3 separate regions of the Danio rerio genome follow, and regions 2 and 3 are each linked to region 1. The links are chromatin contacts, called in public Hi-C and HiChIP or PLAC-seq maps. All regions are on one chromosome and are shown on one strand. Each heading gives the region's core, a stretch centred on a gene start, on an enhancer-like site or on the middle of the called end of the contact. The rest is flanking DNA. Distances are from core to core; before and after follow the strand shown. Region 1 holds the start of efnb3a (ephrin-B3a). Region 2 holds the start of kdm6bb (lysine (K)-specific demethylase 6B, b). Region 3 has its middle 55 kb from the start of kdm6bb.

What was found. Hi-C and Micro-C count contacts between places; a contact is called where the count stands out from the background. HiChIP or PLAC-seq counts read pairs in DNA pulled down with a chosen protein or histone mark.
Region 2: an H3K4me3 HiChIP or PLAC-seq map of embryo shows a contact between it and region 1, with 4 times the contacts expected there. The contact joins the promoter of kdm6bb here to the promoter of efnb3a in region 1. A contact is called at or near these places in 2 of 4 datasets of contacts at active chromatin or transcription factors (caudal fin and embryo).
Region 3: a contact with region 1 is called in a Hi-C map of an unstated tissue, with 3 times the contacts expected there. The contact joins the enhancer-like site here to the promoter of efnb3a in region 1. A contact is called at or near these places in 1 of 18 Hi-C or Micro-C datasets (an unstated tissue) and 2 of 4 datasets of contacts at active chromatin or transcription factors (gastrula embryo and pancreas).

What each region holds. Positions count from the first base shown.
Region 1 is chr10:27,430,062-27,435,229 of GRCz12tu, forward strand. It overlaps efnb3a (ephrin-B3a), which reads left to right and starts at 2,274. Exons shown (of 5, transcript XM_687578.8): 1 at 2,274-3,288. The coding sequence starts at 3,140.
Region 2 is chr10:27,618,583-27,623,750 of GRCz12tu, forward strand. kdm6bb (lysine (K)-specific demethylase 6B, b) reads left to right here and starts at 2,467. Exons shown (of 21, transcript NM_001030178.2): 1 at 2,467-2,651.
Region 3 is chr10:27,563,579-27,568,746 of GRCz12tu, forward strand. It overlaps a transcript of kdm6bb not described here. Among named protein-coding and RNA genes, the nearest start is that of kdm6bb, 55 kb to the right of the region's middle. Within about 2 kb of position 2,898, at least 7 of the 62 cell types and tissues checked have an H3K27ac peak or open chromatin away from gene starts, as enhancers often do.

The DNA.
Region 1 (5,168 bases), core at 1,024-3,523:
AATCTAAAACTGCTTTTATTCCAGCCAAAATAAGACTTTCTCCAGAAGAATAAAATATCAGACAAGCTGAAGATTTCCTTCCTCTGTTAAACATCATTTTGGAAATATTTAAAAAAGAAAAAAAAAAATCAAAGGGAGGCTACATTCGTATTTATGGCTGAAAAAATGTTGCAACATAAGATTTTGTTAGGGGTAACATATCAAAGATCAAAAGGCTCCAGTTATATATATATATATATATATATATATATATATATATATATATATATATATATATATATATATATATATATATATATATATATACACACAATACAATTAAAACATTTCTCAGCCATTTATCCCAGTATGTAGAATTTTAATAGGCTTGTTGTCTCAAGGAAAGTGTCAGTACTTCCATATCATATCTCTTTTACAATATCATGCCATTCACCAACAGATTGAGGATCTTGTTTGAGCTATTTCTTTGTAATGGCCTTTTTGCTAGTTGTTAGTGTATTAAGAAGATCTAAAGCGTAAATTCCCGGGTATAGTTGTAAAATTACATTCCAGATTCAATCCCAAATCTTGCCAATAGGTGTGTATAAACAATCCCAAATTATGTGGAAATGATAAGCCAATACATTTCCACATTTTCACCAGCATTCCCTCTTTTTTTCATCCCTAGTTAAAAGTATTTTATTTTAGGTGTGATAAAGAATCTGATGCATATTTCCAAATAATTTGCCTTCATGAATCTGAATAATTGTGTTCATCTGTGCTTCTCAAATAGTTAACCACTAATCTTTTGTTATAACTACTGGCTTCCTTTTCCCATTTCTGTTTTATACATATAGTTGAGTGTTTCTTTGTTAATGTCAGACAGGAATAAATTCTTGATACTACTTTCTTATTAACCTTTCTGTAAGTATATAAATACCTGCACTACTGTTGTTTTTTATTTTTTTCTGAATCTATTCTGTTTTTACTAAAGTAGTCTCTAACTTAAAGGTAGTTGAAAAGTTATATGTATTCAAAAGTTGTTGAAAACTTTCTAATTCATTATCAGTAGTGATGAGACAGAAGGATGTTGTACCTTGCAAACTCCACTGTTTAAATCTTAAATCTAGTTTTACTGGCTTAAATTGAATATCATCTTCAACCCATCTTAATATTTTTGCTGCTTTTTTCTCTTTTAGGATTAACCATTAAGATTTTATTGTTGTTGTTTTTTAACCAGGGGTTCCTCTTAAGATATATTTTTAACACGCAGTTTATTTACAAAACAAATCTACAGGGAAAGGAATATCTAGAGAAAGAGAATCTTTCGAGTTTCATTGCTTGGGACCCATACCTGGAATTGCTTAGGACCCCCAAATCACCGCCTCTGTTGTTCATTATTTGGGAGTTTTGACATGCTTTGCAGCTGTTCTCCACTATGAGGCAGTACGTTCACATTTCTTCAGATCCTAAGAGAGAAGCTTGAGTGACATGGCAAAAGATTCAATAATCTAGATTATTATAGGTCTCAATGTTTGATATTTAACATTGTAAGATGGACTCTAGTGTTCTTTTTAATTTTGTGTTCTTTAGGATCAAACTGTAGGCGTATTCAATGATTTTACAGGTAGATTCCCTTAACAAACCAGTTTTGCCCTTTTGTGCTATCTTTAGAGGCAATTTTTAGAGGCATAAGGTTTAACTAAACAAACCCTATCCTGATACGCCTCGAGCAACTAGACTAAAGTTGAGGCGGGTTCCTTGTTTCATTCAAATACTTCAAACCCTTCCGACCCCGCAGCCAATATGTTTGATTCGTTGCCCGATAAGCTGTAGTGACATTTAAATTTGAGAGTACTAAACAAAATCCTCATGAGAGAAGCTTTTCTCAAAACATCCAAACTCTCCTTTCTGGCAGTCTATCAAACGCGGTCACCACCAGCAGTTGTTGCCATGTCCGCTTATTATAAGCAATTAAAAAAAGCAACACATTTCACTCAATGAAAAAAAACAACAACAAATATTACTATTATATCACAATTAGTAATGTTATGTGTTTGTAGCGTCTTTTTAAATATGTACTTTATTAAATACGTGTTTTAATCTGTTAAATTAAACTGTTTACTGTATTTACAGTTAAACATGATAATGGTATAATCGCCAAACATTTTAAAATCAACGCAATTGCCGTCAATTACTATTTCGTTTAAGCTTGTATTTTCAAACCTGGTTGCTTGTTTCTCTGGGGATCTGGCAACAATGCCGCCGGCGCGCGAGTCAAAGCTCGAGACTTTGCAGAGCAGCAGAGAATCGGACGGAGCGAACGGCACGCGTTGTTTCTGTTGACCACAGGACTACCTCGTTTCTTGTTTCCTACCTTTCGGCGTCTATTATAATCGACTCTTATCGATTATTGTCACATTGTTTCTTTTAATGCCCCAAACCGGTTGTGTTTCTTGTTTTTCCAGTCGAACTCTAATTCATTGAGTAAGTCTTGGTGGACATCCTCACCGTTGTTGCAGGACTGGACCTCACATTTACGTGAATGTTTTGGATGAATAAAACGTTACGTGAATGTTTTGGATGAACGAAAAGTTTGATTTTGGACCTCAGAAAACGTTTCCTGCACTAACGCTGACGGACGACACTTTTGTGTGCTGAATGACTGAGTTATTTGTTCAGGGTGGATGTTCAGTGTCTCATCGGGAGTCAAAATACAACTTGGGGTCCTTGATAGAAATGCTAATGCTGCGGTTGATGGAGAAACATTTCTAAAAATCACCCGCAGTGGACCTGGCGCCCCGCATCAGTCTGCGTGCACTTCAAAACCTTCAACTTCACCACATCCACAATCATAACATTGTTTGAAATTCACCTCGAATCAGATTCATACATTGAGCATATGGCAGTGCCTTCTCAAATCTGACAATACTTGCGACTTTCATTTGAGGTCATTGCTTGCTTTGAATGGAACAAAGGAGGTTGATGTTTCTGAATCTGATTTCTTCCACAAACATTCAGAGATTTGAGCTCCGGGTGTTTCAGATGTGGATGTTGCGGTCACAGCACCTCCTCAAGCGCTGAGGGATCTGGTGAAGTTCAGCCCTCTACTAGTCTTTTGTCTCTATTAGGTCCCATTCATTTGTCTTATAAGAGGAACATGGGAATCCAGACGAGGGGAGCCTGGGTGGCCATGGCGTTCTCGGACTGGGTCAGTGCTTTGGGATTTCTATTAATCTTCCTGATGGAGAGTTTAGCAGTGGATGCGACCAACATGGAGCCAGTCTACTGGAACACTTTAAATAGAAGGTATGTGGTCAATTGAGAACTCAGATGCAAGTTTACAGTAAGTTAAATCTTATAAAGACTAATTGAGAATAAAATTTTCACCAATTGGGTAGGACTTAATTATTTGTATTTGTTGTTTAAATATGAAAACAAGAATGTATTACATGTCAGATCTTATGTTTCCAGGTGGTAAACTTGTCAGATTTTATGTTTCCAGGTGGTAAACTAGAGCAAACTGAATTTTATACCCAAGAAAAAGTAGTAACTTTTTTTTTTGACTTAGAAATGAAGATTCTGAAATTTTTTGCAGTTATGCCATATAGGAACTATTTTGGGTCTAACCGAGAACTTTTCAATAGAGAGATGTTAAAATATCCCCTTTTTTCTTTTTTATGAAGTGAATTTTAGAATTATATAAAACCTTTTACACTAAAGAACCTTTTATGGAACGAAAAAAAAGTTTTATGAATGCAAAAAGTTCTTCGGAGCATCCATAATGAACTCCTTTTACAAGAATAAACTTAACAAAAACATCAAGGATATTTTTAAGGTCAGTAGAATTTTTTGTAGGGCTCCAGAAATTATTTTTTTAGCTAAGGTTTTTTTTTTTTTTTTTGTTTCTTTTTGGAGTGTAAGATTTCTCGATCAACAATCTATCATTTAAAAAAAATAAAGGAAAAATTCATGAAAATAGGTCAAAAAGTGTGGGAACCTTACATGCAAACTTAAACCAAGTTGGGACAGGGGTGACTTTGGCCTGGGCTGCAGTCTAGTTAACGGTTTGGACAGACACTCTCAACTGAGAGAGGCAAGGGGGGCATTTTCCGGCTGGCTGCCTCCCGATTATGGGTCGCGTGCATGCCCTCCCTAGATAAGGCATTCATGCTTTACCCGCAGTGACACAATCTGCAAACCCACACAAAGGTCCTCTGAATTTCGCCTGTGCTGAGGATGCTGTCTGGACAGCAGGAAAGGAGAAGCCACTTTAAGAAGAATGTAGACCTTGAGTGAGGCACAGATTCAGGAGTTCCCTTTACCCTGAGAAGGAAAAGAGAATTTAAGTAAAAGAAAAAGTTCTAGTTAAGCATTTATGTTGAAATAAATGTGTATCAGGATATGGAGATTTATTTATTAAACTTCATTCTAATAGATGTTAGAGAAGTATAAGAGATGACAAATAGACCTGAGACAGAAAGATAAACATGGTTGGCTAAAAGAGAAATAATTATAATAATTTTAAACTGAGGTTAAGCAAAATGGTTGCTTGAAATTGAAGGGTTTGGGTAGATAATGTCATATATAAGAAGAGATAGAGAAAGTCACTCATCCATATGAAATAAATGTTCCTCTGATATCTGAAAAGGTCAACGTGTTTACTCACACCCCACCAACCACATCTCTCTCAGGTCACCTCACTCTTTTCTTCCACTCCTCCTCTTCTTCTCTCCCTCTCACACAGACTGACACATGCAAGATTCAACTGAACATTGTAACACAACATCTGATTTGTTCTTTGACTATCACACAGCAACATTCATTTTGAAATATGAATATTTCATAATGGAAAAACATTGTGTAGAATTTTTTATTTCTGTCAGGAATTGATTAATTATGATATATAAGAATGTAAAAGAAAACTGATCGATCAGAGTTTGCTACTTGGTGTTTCGTTTTAGTTTTTAGTTTTCAACCTTTTTTTCTGTCAAAGTTAAAATATTAAGTTCAAATATTACTAAATATTATTGCCAAAATCTGAAACTAATGTAAAATGGTAGGTTTATACACCCAACATATAACTTTTAAATAATTTTGATTATTTTTACTTTCTTGCATTATGGGGCCGTGTTTTTTGCTCAGACAATTTTGAATGTTGAAACAATTTATATGTATTATTTTTTTAG
Region 2 (5,168 bases), core at 1,217-3,716, 190 kb after region 1:
ATAGAATGTTCATTCCTGTTTTGTGGTTTATGATGTGAAAGTTTGTATTAAAATGATAAGTATAGCCTTACATACAGTAGTACTACACAGTAATATCAAATCCATAACATTGCTGCTGACTTATGTGATTATTATTATTTGTGGTCTGCAGGGTTGGATCGATGATCGATGATGCTATCATTTTAAAATGGCATTTTTGAACGAAAACAATCCACGTCCAGTCGTCCACACTGGCGTTTCACCTAGCATTTCTGAACAGCACCTTGGTTCACACTAGAGCAGTGCACGTCGAACAGTTTATCAAGGATGTACCGCTGGTCTCACTTTAGTTGATAAACATGATATCGAATTAATCGTGTCTCTATCTAACCACTCTTTAGTCTTTTGAATCTATCAGGTAACGTCACAGCGTCAGTACACTGCTTCAATCTTTAGCTTTCACGCTTGTACTTAGTAATTTTAGCGAAAACCTCAGATACTGTTGGTTGGCTCCTGTTGGTTGTGCACCTTTTTTACCAACCAAGTTTGTCGTTGCCATTATAACGACTCAGATCACTCTGCCTATTCATGCCAGAGTCCCATGGAAAAAGTGATTAACAGATGGTAATTTGTGTGTAACTTATCTTTATTTATTTATGATTTGGTAATGGCTAAAACAAAGACCATGCGGGTCAGGTAGATAAAACAATAGGCTACAAATAATTGGTTATTAATTAATTAATTATTCATAAATAATTAATTTACCGCCACCTATGACGACGATGCCATCGTCCATCGCGACGTTTCACATTTGACATTGTACGATGCCAAAGTGGTCAACATCGCCCAACCCTAGTGGTCTGCTTTTACAGTAATTTTCAATAAGCTACTTTTAACTTTTGATTTTCTTTTGATGCTCAGTGGTAAAAGGGTAAGAAGAAGGAAACCACCTTTTTATACCTTATTATTGATTTATCACTGGCAGCAGTACAGTTCACTTTGTTACTCCTGATTATTTGCTCTAAGAATTGTCGTGGCATATAAAATAAGTAAACACAGCATAGAGCAGAGGTGCCCAAACTAGGGCCCATCTTGATTGTTTTACATTGCTTATGGAAGAAATGTAATATGGCATGGCAAACAAACAAAACATACATATATATATATATATATATATATATATATATATATATATATATATATATATATATATATATATATAATCTGGAACCCAATTGTGTTTTATTTTGTGTTTGGAGCTGCTTTGCCGTATGGTGAATGCAGTAAGTGACTTAAACCATCAATAACGTTACCTGATTAGCACAAAATTCAGAACATACAAAAACAGAAGAAAAAAAAATTTATATTACCTATGAAATGTTCTGCCTTTGTGGTTTGTTTTCTATGTTTGCTCGTTACTACACCTGTAGACAGCGTCTTCACGTAATAACACTATCTTGACTAGTGCAGTTGAATGACATTTGTCCTGGGAGCACTGTACCAATGTGGCGGCGCTATTGACGCATGCTCAGGGTCCCTATGCGATGTCTAGTTTATATATCTATGAAATGGTGTAAATTATTCAGATTTTGTTTCAAATGTGCATACTGTCAAGTGATGGATAGAGGATTTGGTGAGCAAATCAAGACAAAGGCAGATTCTGCTTGACTGGTGTATTCAGCGTTGAACTCTACTGTGTTGTAGATGTGATTATGTTTTTATTGCAATAGTTATATTGCCAACTTTAATTTAATGTAGTTTGGTATATTTATCATCATACCATGGATATCAATGATATTTGATTTTTGGCCCTTCATACGAAAAAAGTTTGGTCACCCCTGGTATAGAGAAATCGTGAAAACCCATATTGTAAACAGAACTGTGTATCATCGATGTGGTGAGCTTAGCAACCATCCTAGCAACCATCCTATGTACCGAAACAACATCCTGCCATTGTTATGTGTTAGTGTAATGAAGTTACGCTCTGAATTGTTAAAAAGTTGAACAGACTTTTAGTTCATTAAAAAAAATAAATCTGCAACTGTAGCGACCACATCCACCAATTCATGGAGAGATACTTTCATCAAAATACTTTCACAGACCATAATCATCCCATGACGGATTCCCCAATTTCATATTTCTTCAATCAAAACAGATCTAATTGAGCAGAAAGCTATTTTGGAAGCTTTGAAACGAACCCGATTCGTTCAGAAAATGGAGTCTTTTGCCACCCTACAGTGAGGTTTAAAAATAGCACATAGTGTGTTGGCCTTGTTCCAAAACACACACATACACGGCAGACACACTCTCTCACTCCCACTTTTTTTCTCTGCACAATTCCCACCTCCAGGGCTCATATTCGCTAGTATCCTTTGACTGACACGGGCTGCTTTCTGCTGATTGGACGAGCTGAGGTGATTGACAGCTCAGCAGAGTGCAGAAGCATTAAACGGTGGCCCCGCCCACAGGCTGTGCACGTGGTTGAGTCTGCTGTGAACATATGAGAATCAGTGAGAGGAGAGGAAAAGAGAGGAGAAAGAGGGAGGAGAGAAGTGGGGAACAGAGGCGACAGGATTGACTCGGGAGGGAGAGGAAAGGAATTGCTTTGAGGGGAAAAGAAGGAAAAATAGGAGCAAGAGGGGAAGAGAAGAGGTGAAAGTAGAGGAGAGGAGGTAAGATTTGAAGAGAAAAGGCCATTATTTTGAACATCTCATGATACTTATTGATGTATTTGCATGTTTTTTGTGTGCAAATGAAAGTGTGCATGTGTTTTCATACTGCTTATGTGTATCACATGCACATCGATCGACACTAAAGCAGACATTCATTATTCTGACAGCAGTTTGTGTGCTTTATCTCTCTGTGTGTGTGTGTGTGTGTGTGTGTGTGTTGTAGCATTACAGATGCATTGCCTCACATCATCACCGGCATCTGTAGTTACTGGTATCACTTACACCGGCTCTGGTTCCGTGCGATTAAATAAATGCCATCATGAGATTACAATCCCTTAGGAGTACTAGTTTTCATTTTATATGATAACTGTCACATAAGCATTGCTGCTTTTGAAAAAAAGGAAAAAAAAAAACAGCGACATCATCAGTCATGAATGTCAACTCATAAACATATTATGGCTGTGACTATTGCTAAGCTTACATAAACACAATTCGGTGTGTATACTGTAAATGTTTTCAGGAGCAAAAAAATCTTTGGAAGGCTATTGTTTGCACAGGCCTGCAGGGGGATTAATGCACACGTGCCGTGGTTATCTCCACATACTGACCTACATTCACCGGAGCTTTACCACAGGCAGACAACCGTGAGCTGCTAAAATATCCTTCTAAAAATAGAGGCTGAACCCGAGTCATTTGGTGGAGCTGCAATGAATGAAACCGTGATGTCAGTTAAATGAGATCTGGTAACCTTGTAGACTGAAATGAACCTTCACGAGTTGAAACCCAGAGCAGAGTTGAAATGCAGAAACAGGAAGTCTGTAATTGCAAACTTAATCATTTGTGAAGACAGCTTAGATACTGTTGTCGGTTGTGTTTTTGGAGAACAAGTTTGTCTGTGCTGAGCAGGTTTGTGTTTGCTGACATGGTTACGAAGCATCTGCTAAGATCTTGTGAAGCATTGGTTACTACAACAAGTCTTGAAGTGCATAGTCTAACGCTAAATATAAGCAAAAACACCCTAAATATGTAATTACAGCACTCGAGAAGCATAAACAGAAACCACCCTGTTTTCAGTTTTTCAAGCGTACTGTGCACCTTTTACAGCGCTGCAGTAAATTGAAACATTATGCTTGGTTCTGGTTTGGACCACGGTGGTCCAGCTGTGTGTCGCAGTGGTGTTGGTTATTATGGTTTGGGAGTGAAGGAAGCTTGGTTTTGGAAACATCCTAAAGTTTTGCCAATCCAAGCACTTCTCAACCTCATATGGGAATCTGCGGCTCGGGGAAAACTGTCATTACTGGACCACCAGCGTTTTGGAGATCTTCAGCTGGTTGTGTACAGTAGTTCTTCCGTGTGTCATTTCTGCTCATGGACAACTGACAAAAAAAAAAAGGAGGTACTTGTTGAGGCATGACTGATTTACTGTCAAGCTTCCAAGAATTTTCAACAACAATCTGGCCTCAGCACAATGAACACAGAAACGTCTCATCAATTGGGCTCAGCAATTAAAACTTGAAACTCGTCTGATGTAAGAATTCTGATTTCAACCAGTCTGATCTCGGACTTCAGATGGCAATATTTTTATTTCAGCAACTTGATATCAGATATAAATATTCTAATTTTGTCAGCCTGATATATATATTACTGTATCCTTATTGTGCATGTATGATCTCTTCAGACAGTCTGATTATGCACTTCTATTGAGATCAGTAATTATATTAGACAAGACTGTTGAAACCAGCTCTGTAAGTCTCTGATCTCTTCTAACCTAATCTGAAACCTCAGAACCTGAATACATGATATAGTTTTTATATCCGAGCAGACTGATTAAAAAACGTCTGTCAAATCTGTCAAACGTCTGATTTAATACTATAATCTAATTAGTCTGGCCTCACACTTCTGTTTTCTACTTTCAGCCGCAACAGTCAGATTTGAAACTTCTGATCTGAAACCACAGAAACTGACAAAATGATGACACATTTTAATGTTTTATATTAGGCCAGACTAAAAAAAGTCAAACTGATTTAAATGTCAAATTTCTTATTTAAATATACTTATCAGTCTGATCTCACACTTCAGATTTCTTCTGTCAACCACAACAGTGTGATTTGAAACTTCTGATTTGATTTCAAGTCTATCAAACTGCTTATTTAAAGGTGCAATAGGAGATCTTGGAAAATGCTTAAAAGCATTAGCCTGATAGCAGTAAAAGCCTACATCCCACCCTGCACTACACCAACCCAAAGCCACACCTCCTTAATGCATGATAACATTCACCAGAGAGAAAACTATATAGCATATTTAGGGGCTGATCACACCGAATGAAAAGTGCTGTGCGCTTTTTATGTGTCTAGGCAATGACTGAATCAGCTGCGTTTTTTGCGTGAGTGTTGCTGTTGGTATTGGAATGATTGTAATATTTAATAATATTGTGATAATTAAGATTTGAGAAGTCATACAGCTCCATCTTTAGAAGTTTCTGAAGTCATCTTGACAACACAAACACTGCTGTCACTT
Region 3 (5,168 bases), core at 1,648-4,147, 130 kb after region 1:
TTTCTAAAAAAAATAATAAAATAAAAACGGCCAAAACAATTTCAGATGTGTAGTTTGGTCAGTCCACTGGTTTATTCAGTAATGCTGGACCATTGTGGCCCTTATCACATTACTTATTTATATGCATGCTGAAATGTATTCAATATTGTGTTTCTATTATAGTTTCTTATTGGATAAGTAATATTATGAATATATTATGATAATGCTATAAAATATAACTTAATATTAAAACTTTTCTAAAGCACTTATGAGTAATGTGCCATATAACCTCCAAACAATGTGATTGTGTTTTTGCAACGCAGGAAAAAATGACAATACTGCAGTGTCCTTCCTTAGAGCAGTGAGTGCGGTACACATTTGTTTCTCTAGTCACCTTCATAAAAACACAGAAACAACATCACAACAGACTCATCTCAAGAAAAAAACACACATAATCAGCGATGAAAGCCAGCCTTGGCTGGAAAGCGTCATCAGATTACAGCAGTGGACTCCTGTCAGTCTGTAAACAGCAATCAAATCAAAGTATCGGAATGGAAAAACAAATGTTTCAGATCTCCCATACTTCTGTCCCTCATTAAGAAATTCCTCTGGAGTTTGCAATGTTCCGTTTTCTTTGCTAATGCCCACATATCCGGTTGGCTCAAAGCTGACTGAATGCTAGCGAGGGTTTGATGAGAAGCTACAGGGGCCAAAGCTTCTTTTCCCCTCCAGGTCAGAGGGGATTTAAATAACGATTAAAGTAAATAACTGGGATAGCTTTCTCCATACTTCAGAAATTTATATGCGGATGAAAGGGCAGCTAATCCCCTTGTGGCCACTTCACCTGACCGGACAGCAGTCCATCCTTGAAAACTGTCACCCATTGCTGGAGAAGCTTCAAGTTGTTTTATAGGTCAGAAATGAACTTTTGATACCATTTTTTAAGTTTGGCATGTAGATAGATGAATCCTGTAAACATTTGAAAGAATTGATCAGGTTGTATTTTATGCCCCCCAAAAATTAAGCCTGTTTTAGGAACTAACAATTAGGGCTGGGTGATATTGCAAAAAATATATCATGATATCATGTTTCATCATGATATCATTTTTTTTACAAATGCATTTCGGAATGTTGGGTTTTTTTATTTAACCACTTTATTTTCATTTACCAACATTACTAAGACAAAAGTTTTAATAGTCAAAAACAAAAATATTTAAACAAAATATTTCATCTCTTGATAATAAAAAACAAAAGGGTAAAAAGACTCTTAAACTTAATAAATGTTGCAAAGTTTGTGCAACTAAGGTAGATCAACATAAGGTATCAATAATAATGATACAGTAAACCTCAAACTCAAACTATAAACAAAACCAGTTATGATAATCAAATCTAAGCTTTCAGATAAATAAACCAGCCATCATTATTCACATACATAGTTTGCAGAACATTAAAAATTAAAGTTGAATGACCATATTACCCCCTATGCTAAAAATATTTTAGATGGGTTGCTGCTAGTGGCTGGGATGCACAAGAAAAGAAACCAAAAAGCCATTCTGGCGACATCCTTACATCCATTTTTTTTTATTATTTTTTTTATACAATCTCCTCACTGCTGCTAGCCACTGCACTCATTTTCACGTGTTGTTATTCTGACCTAAAGTGGCAAGAGTATGGTTTGCTTGACCATTACAATGGGCTTGGCGCTCGCACTACCCTGGCGCCTCTCATAACTAAGCGACCATCAATCGTTTTCTCAGAGGATGACAAGTTTATGGAGAAAAGTAAAAAGCACCGCAGTGTTTGGATGCGCTGTATTTGTCTGAGGACATTAGTCTACCTTTATACTTGAAATGTGTTTATTTCATACAAAGAGTAAAGCAGATTTGTTAGTTCTGCTTACATGAATCGTGGTGCACTTGCCGCATTCGGAAAAGTTGAGGTGTTTTCAACTAGGTGTCCCTGGAAAATATGTCACATGTGCGCCGTTTGTATGTTGCTCCCATGCACGTTGCATGCCGTTGCTTTTATTTAGGCTCAGTATTCAATAATAGTCAATAATTCAGGGGGTTTAATAATTCTGACTTCAACTAAATATATGCACATTTTAATTTGTATTTAATATAATCTGTAAATCCTATGTACATCTTACATATTCTGTATATATAAATATGTTTTAATATAAATGTTGAATGTGTAAAAATTAAGAAAAATATAAACTTTACATATTATATGCTTTTATCTACTCATTTTATATAAATTTTAACCAGTAGCTTGAGTAAATTCTTGATTTTTTTCTATCTTCAGAAATAGTGGCAATTTAAGGGAAAAATCACCACAAAGTGCAAAGCATTTTCTTTCTTTTAACTATAATTAACTATTTAGAAAACAAAATGCATTGATTATTTCTTGTAATGTTGGTCCAAAATCAAATCCAGTTCTTCACTGAGACAAAAAAAATCAATTTGGCCAACTAAAACTTGGCATGTGTCCTCAGGCAGTGTTGATATTGAAATACACTTCAAAACGCTCATAGACAAACAAGCTGCTCTCATATCTGCCAACCAGTGTGGCGCTTTATTGTTTTGCTTGAATTACTTCCTCTTTGAGAGCTCTCATATGAGCATTTTGATTATTTTGGAGAGTGACCGTGCATTGGCCCCCTGGTTATTTTCGTCTTCCTGAAGCGGCCGTACAGTTACTGCACCGAGGTGCTTGTGACTTCATGAAAAGCGAAGGTCATAAAGTCAAGCAGGGACTCAGCACTCACTGACAGTTTTCACCACATGACTGTGACCTTCCTCCACCCAGGGCTGATTTGTGGTCAACCGGAGCGCTTTTAAAGCCCGTCTTTATGTGTCCGTCCAGAGACTGGGGTGTGTGTTGAAGGTCAGTTGGAGTTCAAGCATCCAGAGCGATCTGCTTTTCACAAGCATCTGCTGCTGTTCTTGGCAGCGATACTGAAGCCACTTCTGTCTTCGCTCCTGATCAGCCGTTGTGCGCCTGATATCTGCTTTTTCATTTCCTCCCTCTCTCTCTTCCTCACTCCTCAAGTGTAGACACGTTCATCTGTCAGCCGTCGTCGTCTCTTGACACCCAGCTTCATCATTATTAATCTTTTGTATCTCTAAAGCAAACAGTGAGGAATCTGCAAACACGTGTCTGCGGTCTTTTCTTGGATTATTAATTGGCAATATGTAAACACGTCACGGTGTGTTTGAGCATTGCGTCTCCTTTGACTGGCTGAGGTTTATCCTGCAGTTGTGGGTAAATTCATTTGCATGATGATTGAAGTCTCTCATCTGTGATGATGATACCCGGAACACTCTCTTTTTTTTTTTTTTTATTTCCATGCTAGTTCGTGCCAGGAGTCATTTAGAGAACAGATTACTAGCAGACAAGCACATATGTTCACATCTGTTTTAAAAGAAATACAGGATGCGCGATATAAGCTAATTGGGGTTTTCTGTGTGCATGTATTACCATGATAACAGTTTTCACATCTGATTTGGGTGAGGAAACTAGTTGTTGTATAATGTCATACAGAATTTTCAGATCTTTATTTGTGTAAGCTGTATACGTATGCCTTAAAGGGCACCTATTTTACCCCTTTTTCAAAATTTAAGATTCGTCTTTTGTCTCTAGAATGTGCCTAAAGTTTTAGCTCAAAACACCCTTCAGATTATTTTTTATAGCTTCGTGTATATTGGAAATTTGAGCTGTTTTGACTTTGTAGCTGTTTGTGTTGACTTTTTAGAGCTGGGCGGTATATCGAGTTCTGGGGATATATCGATATCATTCCCCAACGCGATGCGGTATTATCCAATATCATTCATATCGAAATGGTTTGAGGCCATGCGTGCGGATTCTGTGCAAAACGGACTACTCCAAGATAGCACGCAAGCTCAGCTTGCACAAACGTGCGTATGCGCAAATGAGTCAAAAAGATTTGTTCAAAATGAACGAACTGTTTCCAGAACGACCCATCACTACACGCTATGTTAGAACACCGGCACTGCATGTTCCTCCGAGTTGTATCTAAATCTGACTCCCCGGACAAACCTGACTACCCCTTGCGTGCACGCACGTCACACAGTGTCTGCAGCTGTCACAGTGGTTTATCAGAAACCCTTTATTAATCATTTCTTCCACAACTGACTGCAAGAACAAAAGTATAAGCCTTGTCAAATTGACAATCAGCACTTGATTGTACCTACACAGTTTTTTTATACCCAATAATAATATAAAAATGCTACATGAAAATTAAGTTAATTTTTTATGCCAAACTCACTTTAAATACTCAGCAGCAAGTTTTTAATATTGTATTGTTTGTCATTTTTAAAGCTTTACTTTTTCATTATTAAATCATCTTTGCATCAAATTGTAAAAAACAAATCAAAAAATAATGCTCACTTATGCAAGGTGTTTGTAATTCAGCGTCTATTGGTGGGACAGTCAATTTGACTTTATTCTTTCTTCGTCTCACTCAATTTTCTTCCCTTATTTAAAGTTGTATAAACATTATCATGGAGTTATTCTTTTATTGTTTAAGCAAATAGGAATGCAAAAAAATAAATAAATAAATTGAGCTACTTTCTCATTTACTCTCTAAGTTTACCCAACTATGATGACTTTCTCTGCTGGCTGTAATAAGCTTCTTCTTTGTGGGTGTTTGCTGTTTTTGCATTAAAAGCATCCACTGGCTTTTGAATGAGATTTACTTTTGAACACACAACCTTTTTCCCTGACAAGATGTGCAATGCAGTCACAGCTTTGTTTAATCATGTTTATGATTTCATTTCGATTAAACACCAAGTCCTACTTGACTGCAATCCTAAATTAATTAATGTTTTTTTATTTATTTTTCAACAAGTGGTCATTTAATGCAATGGTTTTTAACACTGGATCTACTAGAACTATATAACTACTAGAATGGGCATAGCGGTCATTCTGACTATTTTTCTATAAAAGCTTGTATTGTATATACATTCAAAGCTTTGAATATTGAGATATTAGAATAAAGAGTATTTTTTATAATAGAATAAAGATGTAAAGGTCTGTCATCACTACAAGTTTCAAAACCCTAGTTGTTTCACACTGAAAATGTTGTTTTATTTTATTAAATTTTTTTATAAACCAGTGCAATGACTCATTTATAGGTGTATTCTCTTGTTGCTGAACGGATCAGTGTT